Linked DNA regions of Sus scrofa: region 1 is linked to region 2. Evidence: chromatin contacts called from public Hi-C data. All regions are on one chromosome and are shown on one strand. The core of a region is the stretch at or near the end of the contact, and the rest is flanking DNA. Distances in the headings are between cores, read along the strand shown.

Region 1 (5,365 bases), core at 1,079-3,578, 78 kb before region 2:
TCCCTAGGGGAACAGAAGATATATTCGAGTGGATCCTGAAGCTAGGAAAATTGCACAAAAGAAAACAAAAATGCTTGGCTCTTGGTTTCACTGAGGGAGCATCTTATCTACAGTAAGTCAATTGCTATCTTATCTATGCGCCGTCATTCCTACCTGCCAAAGAGTATTTTTCTTTGGGGACTCATCTTCATTTTGATCCTCCATAACTGAAGTGTTCTAAGGGGGGAAAAACAGGTTATTTGAATTATGCCGACTTTTGCAAATCCTAAATAACTACACCAAAATATAATTTTGAAAACCCAAACTAGAGTGTACCAACAACCAACCCAAGAGCTATTTGGCTTGTGGCTAACACATGCCATTTTGGGTCAACAGGGCTGTATTCATCTTTCATAAATCAATATAGTTAGTGGTTGGATAAAAGTAAGCATCAAGTCTTTATTTATGAAGGCTGCGTGTACTTAGAAAACAGCCTAAATTATGGGAGTGGGGCTGAGGCTCTACCTCAATCATCCCTGTTATTCTTTTAACTTGTGGGGAAAGCAGCCCCAGAGACCCACTAAGTTCCTGATGATCACACAAAACATTTACTAGAATGTCTGCTATTCAATAATCCACCCCAGTCATCAGCAATTAGAAGTGACAAAGCCCTTGAAGCCCCCCTGCCTTTCTCTTTCCTCCCTTGATAGCCTTGCTTCCCTGGAATGGCTTTGCAATCTCCCCTAGCAGGCATGGTGGGTGCCCCAACCTTTTACCTTAAGAGGAGGATGCTGTTAGCCAGTAACAATCTGGCTTGCCTTGGGAATGCATTAGCTTTTGATTTCTGTGTTTACTGCACAAAGAGGCACTGTGTAATTATTCTTTCTGGTGACCTAGTCGCTCAATAGATGCCCATTAACTGGAGATTATACATGATTGGATTTTCCCTTTTGAAGCTCCTACCTAATAGCTAAATGGAAACTTAATGAGAAGGGGAAGTGGGAGAGTTGTGCTCTGAAAGGAATAACAACTCATTTATGAACAGCAGTCTCTCTGAGATTCCTTCCCAAATCTAAAATTCCAAGATGGGGGTACAAAATTTAAAGTACAACATTTGTCCCACAGTATTAGTTTAAAAGGCCCTTTAGATCGGCTTAAGTTATCAGTGTTTATAGGAGTCTGTTTACTGCCTGTAGGGGATAAGCCTATCTCTCAAATTTTCCAAACAATCCATTTGAAAATACCCAATGTAGGTAGTGGCAAGAAGAATCACCACTGAATACTAGCGCTCTGCAGCTGACACCGCAGGCTCTGATCAGAGACGGAGGAGAGAATGATGTCGCAGGAAAGCCCAAGGCTTTGAAACCCAAGAAAGAAGTTGGTATCTAGATGCAGCCACTCTTTCGATGCGTGTGAGTGATCCTGAGCAAGGTGTTCTGCCCCTGGACAAATACAAACCACACAGAGTTGTTGTGGGGACTGAGACTACGGGCACAGGGCCTGGTGTACAAGGGTATTCAAAACTCTGTTCATGCCCTGCTTTGAAGTAGCTCCTTCCCCCCCGCCCCCACCAAGTATTATCTTCTCAAGCTTTTCTAACCTCAGACTCTGACAGAATGGCTCCAGATGGTTGCCTAATAGGGAAAACCCACTGGCTTCCTCAATAAACCCGTGCAAGCCCTACAGCACTGAAGGCTGCCATGGGGAAGGGGGCTGGGCAGGAGGGCAGGGCTCCACAGGTTAAAGGAAGCCATGAGCTGGAGAGGCAGGCAGTGTGTCCAAGTGTCCCAAGCAGGCCTAGAGTGGGGGTGGCAGTAAATGATCCTACATGAGAAAAGGGGGTGAAGCAGAGGAAAACAAACACAGTACTTCTCCCTCCACGTAATTCCTTTTACTGCTCTCCTGAAGGACTTCGGGATTAAGAACACTGGCAGCTTTCCTTGGGGGAATGAACAAAGTGGGAACAGAGACTCAGTGTATCATCTGGGTCTACTGGTCATTACAGAGCCACGCTTGCAACGTCACAACATCCTGGGCTCTGAGAGAGGGGTAAGAAGAAAGAATGGCTGGCAACATGAACAGGTGAGCGTGCCAAGTGGATGATGGATGGGAAGTCAGTCCCCGCTCCCACATCTCCAGGCAGCCCAGGGAATGTGTGAAGGAGGCATATGTGAACACTGCTTTGAACTAAAAACTTTCAAAACGCAGGAGCCTGAACCCACCAGAGCTACTCTGACAGAAGCTACCTCAATACGTTCCTCACTCCGAGAGGAAACAAACAACAAAACATCAGAAGTTCCTGCAGACTACACAAGAAACAGCTGTCTTTCCAGTAAGAAAATTTCATTCTTCCTTCCTGTCATCCCCAAACAGAGACGTGGTGTTAATTTACATAGTGGAGAAGGAAACAGTCCCTCGGATAAAAATAGCAACAATTCTCTGAAGGCTTGACAAAAGGGGATAAAGACATACGATTTAATAAAACTGTATTTAAGAGAGCCCTGTGAGTGATGGAATAGCTCCCTCATCATGTATATTTTTTTAACTTCTCTTATAAAGCCTTCAGAAGATGCCAGAGGGAAAATGCTGCCCTCAAGATAAAATGATCAGAGGATTGTTTCCAAAGAGTATTCCAGGTGATAAAAGAGATGTTCAGAGAAAAAAGGGTCCTGGGGTCAAATTCAGTTGAAGAAGTGCTGCATGCTCCCGGGCCCACTCTCTCATTCCCCTCTTCCTCCTCTCCCCGCCACCTCACACTCACTCTCTTTCACTCTCAGACACACACGCCGCTTCAAAAATATACTAAAAGCTCTGAAATGTCTCAAAATTTATTTATTTATTTATTTATTTTGTCTTTTTGCCTCTTCTAGGGCCACTCTTGCAGTAGTATATGGAGGTTCCCAGGCTAGGGGTCTAATCAGAGCTATAGCCGCCAGCCTACATCAGAGCCACAGCAACATGGGATCTGAGCTGCGTCTGCAACCTACACCACAGCTCACAGCAACGCCAGATCCTGAACCCACTGAGCAAGGCCAGGGATCGAACCCGCAACTTCACGGTTCCTAGTCGGATTCATTAACCGCTGAGCCATGACGGGAACTCCTCAAAATTTAAAAATCAGGTGAGGTTACTTTAATGCAGCTTTCCCTAATGTATTGGGTGTGGCCGCTCGCTTTTTATAATAACATCTTGATAAAAAAGAGCTCAGCATGTATTTGCAAATGCTGGACTAGAGCAATAACCTGGCATGATTCCTTCCTTCTTCCACTTCACCAGATAAATAGTCCTGGGAGGCAGCGGAAGTGCCCACTTTTGGTGAATGTAGTATGTACCTTCTCTAGTCCCCAACATCTTTCTCAGCCTGCTATATGTGGAGGTAAGAAGGGATGGCAATAATAGAAAATTCTAAGAGCCACAGTTTTTTTTCAAAAATCACTGTTTTATTCCTTAAAGGTATAAGAGACTAAAGGTCACAGGTTCAAGGACACGGTAAGAAAAAAACATCAACGGTAAGAAAAAAACATCAAGCCTTCCTTCCAGGAGAAAAGGAAGGTGGTTTCCTACATCCAAACTCTTGGATGAAACCATGAGGCAAGCCAGTCTGAGAGTCTCCAGCACTTCTGGGAAAGGAAGGTTCTTTGAAATAGCAACCTGGCTTCATCACTTCCTACTCTTCTCATCATCATCTCTTTCCACCTACACCTACCAAGAAGCATCGCATGTAAATAAAAACTGCAGATCTTCCTATTCTGATACTACTATAATGGAAGATACAATCTAGGAAGAAGCAGCCAGACTCTAGAGCAGATCGTCCTCAGTACTACTGACATTTGGGGCGAGATGAATTCCCTGTTGTGGGGAAAGGGCACGCCGTTATGTGCACTGCAGGATGTTTAGCAGCATCTGGGGCCTCCACCTACTACATGCCAGTAACTATGATAACCAAAGATGGCTCCAGATGGCCACATATCAGGGGCAGGGGTGGGTGAGGGGTGCAGGGCAACAAAATTGCCCCCTCCCCTTGAGAGCCACTGCTGAGGGTGTGAGCTCCCAAACTTGCCTCCTTGGGAAAATATACTAAACATCACCACCATCTCAAAGGTCTGGCCTTTCTTTTTCTTCAAGCGTCTTTCCTTTCACCCCTGTGACAGTGTGTGCTTTTTTCCAATACCGTCAGTCTGCTCTCACCATGGTCAAGCAACTCATGAAGTACATAGATAGCTAAATTCTGGGCTAAGTGCTGCTGGCCATTAAATTCCTATTTAGGAAAACTTGACACAAGGAGTTCTTTACTAAAGATCTACGGGCTTGGGGATGTGCATGAGGGCACTAAGTATCATGAAGTCATATACAAAAGTTAGTGTGTATACCTCCCTCCGGAAAGAAGATCCAGAGCTTTCATTAGCTCACAAAGGGGTCCCAAATGTATTAAGATAGCAAAGTGTGTCTTTGACCAAATAGCTGGCCGGAGTGGATGTGTTTTATTTTGCTTTTTAAGTTCTCCAGGTAATTTTTATATATGTCTCTATTTATTTATTCATTTATTTATTGCTGTTTTTTAGGGCCGCACCCAGGCATATAGAAGTTCCCAGGCTAGGGGTCAAATTGGAGCTACGGCCGCTGGCCTATGCCACAGCCAAGCAATGCGGGATCTGAGCTCCATCTGTGACCTACACCACAGCTCACAGCAACACCGGATCCTTAACCCACAGAGCAAGGCCAGGGATCGAACCCTACAATCTCATGGTTCCTAGTCAGATTCATTTCTGCTGCATGATGATGGGACCTCCTATGTCTCTACTTTAAAATCACTGCTATGGCAAAATGATGTGGTCCATGTGGTACGACCACCCTAAGGAAGTTGCACTGATACCATGATGACAGGCTCAACCCCAATACATTATATTTCAGAACAAACCAAATACTACAAGCATCTAATGCCTGTTCCTGTCTTATAAAGCCTTCAGGAGAAGATGCCAAAGGGAAAAGGCTGCTCTTAAGCTACTCTGACCAGAGGATCATTTCCGGAGAGTATTCCAGATAACACAAGAGATGTTCAGAGAAAAAAAAAGGTCCCGGGGTCTAATGAAGCTGAGCAAACGTGGTGCGCTGCATGAGTGTAACCACCCCCAGAGGTTACAGCACATTTCAAAGATACTAGAGGCTCTGTAACATCTCATCATTTAAAAATCAAGCCGGGTTAGTGTGACCTAGCTTTCCGGAGTTGGCTGTATATGGCCGCCCCCTTTAACAATCTTTTAATGAGAGCACATATGGGCAAGCACTGGACTAGGGCCACGGCCTGGCATGATTCCTTCCTCCTCCCACTGCACTGGACAAATACTTCCGGGGGCCAAAGGAAATGCCCGCCTTGGTGAACACAATA
Region 2 (5,163 bases), core at 1,980-4,479:
TACTGAAGCTGACTCATAAAAATCTAAAAATATTTCATGCTTTAGGCTTTCAAAATACCACCAGTTTAACCCCTTCCCCTCCTTTCATCATATTATTTTGAAACCAATGTAAAAAAATTTTTTTTCTTAACCTAGTTTTGGAAACTGTAATGAAAATGCAATGAATACAGAAAGCCACATGCAATTGGATTTTAAAGCATTATCATTCCTACATCTGATCCGGGATTCAGTAAAGTGGTTGTTAAGTACCTGTGCTATCTACTACACTAAAATAAACACACAAATGTTCATCAAAAGGATTGCCTAAGAGTCTTAACTGGTAGCTCTTTGAGGGAGTATCAAAATCCATATATGAAAAGGCATTTTAAAATTGATCTAGATAGCTGTTAAATTTTTTTGTTAAACTATCTTAAGAATCCCAGTTTGTAAAGCCCTTGAAAGAGCTGAAATATCTTTTCAGATCACAGACACAATTATGTAAAATCAAAACTTTTTCAATTTATAAGCATAGGAAACCAGTATATTTAGGTCAGAGATTTTTTTTTTTCTACATCCACTCAAAACACTAAATGGATTACACTGTATTCATTTCTAATTCTCTTCAAAATAAAGACATTTTAGTTATTGTTTTAATGGCATGTAAATGGAAGGAGCACTGAACACTTTCAAAGAGGTACCAAGTTACAATTTTCTTTTTCTTTTTTTTTTTTTTTTGTCTTTTTGCCATTTCTTGGGCCGCTCCCGCGGCATATGGGAGATTCCCAGGCTAGGGGTCTAATTGGAGCTGTAGCTGCCAGCCTACGCCAGAGCCACAGCAATGCTGGATCCGAGCCGTGTCTGCGACCTACACCACAGCTCACGGCAACGCCGGATCCTTAATCCACTGAGCAAGGGCAGGGATCGAACCCGCAACCTCATGGTTCCTAGTCGGATTCGTTAACCACTGCGCCACGACGAGAACTCCCCCCAAGTTACAATTTTCGATATGAAGCACTCCTGTTGTAAATACATGTATTACACATACATGTAAGCATATATACTATATATGCAATTCCAGTTAAGATATTTTACTAAAATAACCCCTTACAAAATTTGCAGATTATCAAAGGCTTGATTACAAAAGTTTGATAAACTTTACTGAAAGGAAAAATTACTTAATAAATTACTTAATAAATGAAAATCAAACTTATGGTGACAGTATCCCTTAGAAAGCAACCACACCAGTGCGCGCACGCACACACACACCCCAGAAACTACCAGAGCTTTTTTTCCCCTCTAGTTTTCAAGACTGCTGAAGAAGTCTAGTGAATTATGCAAAGGACAGCAAATATTAAGCTGCCTCCATATTTATGCTACTGTACTTCCATTTTTAAAACATGCACCTCAACTCCCCAGATACCATCATCCACAGACACCATGCAGCTATCCAACAGACTTTCAATGTCACCATTTATTATTTATAGCATTAAATGGGGGAAGTGGCTCTGATGTCACCGACCCTACCCAGTGGAATCACTGACTCAATAAACATTTTCACACTGGAGAAAATCTGGCTAGGAAAACGTTTTGCTGTGTTAAGTAGATTCTTTCACCTTTCCTCTCAACCTTAGAGTAGAAGTTGTTACTGTATTAGAAGAGATACAAAGAAACTGTCAAGATTTCCACAGGAAGAAAGCCTGGGCCTGTCCATTTGCTGAGGCAAAGAGCTTCCCCTCCCAGCTCTCCAGAGCCCAGTTTGATTTCCCTAGTATTCCAATTGGCAGGTAATAGCTATCATATTTTATTTCTTCCACCAAGTCATCCACCAAAGAGCAAGTTCTTCGTTTCTACTAGCCACTCTCTCGTGGCCCTGTTTCTAAAAACCTTAGGCTCCAAGTCCCAAGGCGGAGGGGGGGTTGGGATTCGTGGGGCCAGAGGGTCTGGCCTGGGTACCAAAGGTTTCTAACAGAAGAGTGATCGATTTCCCAGGGGCCTAGGATTCTCTCCTACTCCTTTTCTAGAAGAAAGAACTGGCGGCGCAGATGAGGACAAGCCCTCTTCCCCCTCCCCAATTTCCCAGAGCGGCTCTGGAAAACGTGAAGTTACAGTGTCTCTTTCCTGGGAGATGGAATCCAGAGTACCTGGGGCCTCGCTATCCAAACATCCCTCTCGGCCGGGTAGGAAACCCTTTGTCCGAGAAGCCGGACACCACAGGGGCCCAGGAAAGAGGCCCCTTATCGGTCACAGCCTCAAACCCGAGAGCTCCCCACCTCCACCCCTGTAGGGCCTATGCCGGCATCCACACAGCCCTGGCTTGAGAAGAGGGTGCTGAGAGACCCCTTCTAGGACGCAGAGGCCGAGACCCCAGGTCGATCTTCTCTGTACCCCCTCCCATCACCATCTCACTCGGCCTGAGTGGGGCTTGCAAGAGCGATGCAGGCCTGGCCGGAGAATTAGAAAAAGAAAAAACAGAAAACCCCTTCTAAGGGAGGAAGGAGATGCTTGAGCGAGTGTGAGCTAAGGCCACAGCACAAGCGAGCGAGGGTCGTTCCAGGGATGGGCCCAGAGACAGGAGAGAAGGGAGGGAGGGAGGAAAACCGAGGGGCATGGAGGGGGCCGGACCAGGTCCGGCCTGAGATCTCGAGGGATCCGGAGTAAAGCGCGCCGGGCCGGAGGGCCCAGGTTCGGGCCGAGGCAGCGGGGAAGGGCCAGGGCCGGCCTCGCGCCGGACGTTGAGATGGGCAGGCCCGCCCGGGGCCGGACGGACGGAAGAACGGACGGTCCAGCGGGCCGCACTCACCATGAGCTCGATGGTCTTGTCCTCAATCACCGAGTCGGGCTCCATGGCGGCCCTGGCGGCCCCGCCTCGCTCTCCCCGCGCAGCAGCGAACGGCCCGGGCGGAGGAGGCGACGGCGGAGGCGGCAGAGGCGGAGGCGGCTATCGCACCCACTCTAGCTGCCAGCCCGCCCGGGCCGCCGGCAGCTCCGCCCTCCCCCTCGGCGAACGCAGTACGCAGAGCGAGGACTACAGCTCCCGGCAGGCGCCGCGGGTCCCGCAGAGCGTTGTGGGAACGAGAAGACCCCGCCAGACCAATCTCTCCTAGCCGTCCGAAGCTGAATTCTCAGCCGAAAGTAGCACGGGACTGCGAATGAGAGACGTGCAGACCTAAAGAATTACGGGCTTCCTCAAGGTGGGGCTTCAGGTGCGCGCCTACTACATATCCCAGAAAGCCCTGCGCGCGGGTTCTCTTTCCGGCTAGTTTCTTCTGACTTCCTGGCAGCCCGAGGCTCCCCGGACCCGGACGGAAACTCCAAGGCAACTCTTCACTTGCCAGCGATCCTGCGTGCGCGACCGATTTCCGCACATGCGCGGTCTGTGCCTGCAGTGCCCGCTCGACACCTAAGTAACGGCACGGTTGGTCTGGCCTCTGTGGCAGGGTGAGGTGTTGGCGACAGGTGGGTTCTAGGAAGGGATGGTCTTGGGGCTCAAGTGTCGGAGGGGGGCCAGCGAGCGAGAGAGCTCGGGCAGAGAAGGAGGCTCTGAGAGCATGGGCGTCCCAAGAGTGGCGTCCCAAGAGGGGTTTGGAAATTTAGTTGAGAAAGAGGAGTTTTGTGGTCTCTGTGCACCACGTACTGGGAGGAACTGAGAGGTGAAAGAGAACCTATTATTCATTCGTTTAGAAAGTATCTTTTAAACTTCCAGCCTCTGCTCGTCACTAGCCTAGGCCCTGGGAATCAGCTCTGATCCCTACAGACAAGGCTTCTCTTCTCACGCAGCGTAATTCTGGTAGGGGGAAGACAGACATTAACCATAAGAAGGAACACAGCTGGAGATGCCCAGTGAATTCTGCCTCCAGCTCGGTATAAACCTTATCAGGTCTGTCAGTAACCTCAAACCAAAGACGACAAAGGCCCGCTGAGAATTAACAGGTTGGGTTTATTGCTGGTTGCAGAGAGAGAGAACACACACCATGAAGAACTGTGGGGCATCTCAGGAGGAGTTGTCAGGTGATTTGGATGAGGGTTTAAGAAAGTGGGACTTTACCCTGGATAAGATGCTGTCAGAAAGTGGAGGTAATTTTATGATTGGGCATCTCAGTAAATGTTATCTAGACGGAAGGACTACTAGACGAGGCTGAAGTCCTGATTGGTAGAGAAGCAGGAGTCCCTCATTACCAGAATAAGGGCTATTTGGTCATTTTTTGTGGTTTGAACAATGTCCCTGTTTGATCTGTGTTCAGATTTAATTAGGAGTGGTTTCGCTTTTGTATTGGTCTATCATGGCCATAGAATGGCTTTGTCTAACATTTATGTTCTATGAAATTAGGTTCAACAAGAAAACACGAGGCCTAGCTAAGAGGACCAGGCTATCATCTAGTAACATTACTGCCTGTTTGATTGTATCAGGCCAGCTGCCAAATGTCAAAGGCTACTGTTCTCTTTCTCAAGTGTTTTGCATTTTCTGCACCTGTAAAGGGAAGGGACTAGATGACCTCTAAGTCTTTCCATTTCCAAGCACCGAATTGCTACAGTAATTTGTATGCATGCAGGACACAGTGTAAGTTCTGTTCAATACAGTTTTAAGTTTAATGGCCCTTATCCGATGCTTTCTACTTAGGGAATTGAAAGAAAAGCAATAGGAAGAACACAGAATTAAAAAGCTATTATTCCTAACATGGTGTCTGAATTTCACCAGACCCCTTTGCCTCTCTAGGCTTTGAGACATTCATTAGTTAAATAAAGGGATTGGAATAAATGACCTCTATTTCAGCTACCTATTGCATCATCATAAACTACCTCTAAGACTTAGAAGTTTAAAATAACAGTGCTTTCTTATTCTTTGCAATTGTGTGGGTTAACTGGACTCAGCTGGTCCCACGTAGTATAAGCCGAGATTACTCATGAGACTGCAGTCAGCTGGGAGCTCATCAAAACAGCTTCCTCATCCTCCAGGGCCTCTCTCTTTACCTGACTTTTTACCGTTCAGGCTTCTGCATGGTGACTAACTTCCAAGAGGACAAACCCCGTTGAGCAAATACTTATCAAGCCTCTGGTTGCACCACAGTTGTTAGTGTGTCACTGGCCAAAACAAGCCATATGGCCAAGCCCAGAGTCGGGGTGGAAGGGTCTACACAAGGTTGTGAATACAGAGAGTCGTCGTGCATTGGGGGCCCCCAGTGTAAC

Evidence for each region. A called contact is a pair of places that touch in the nucleus more often than the background predicts.
Region 1: a contact with region 2 is called in a Hi-C map of alveolar macrophages, with 4 times the contacts expected there. The contact joins the enhancer-like site here to the promoter of FBXW11 in region 2. A contact is called at or near these places in 4 of 5 promoter capture datasets (fetal liver, fetal skeletal muscle, liver and 1 more), 26 of 47 Hi-C or Micro-C datasets (alveolar macrophages, blood, brain and 13 more) and 2 of 2 datasets of contacts at active chromatin or transcription factors (alveolar macrophages and skeletal muscle).

The regions. Positions count from the first base shown.
Region 1 is chr16:52,287,139-52,292,503 of Sscrofa11.1, reverse strand. FBXW11 (F-box/WD repeat-containing protein 11) reads right to left here. Exons shown (of 14, transcript XM_021077115.1): 3 at 154-216. Among named protein-coding and RNA genes, the nearest start is that of FBXW11, 77 kb to the right of the region's middle. Within about 2 kb of position 2,328, at least 18 of the 83 cell types and tissues checked have an H3K27ac peak or open chromatin away from gene starts, as enhancers often do. A contact at or near this core is called in alveolar macrophages, brain and omental adipose tissue, where this site is marked.
Region 2 is chr16:52,210,467-52,215,629 of Sscrofa11.1, reverse strand. FBXW11 (F-box/WD repeat-containing protein 11) reads right to left here and starts at 3,229. Exons shown (of 14, transcript XM_021077115.1): 1 at 2,780-3,229. The coding sequence starts at 2,824.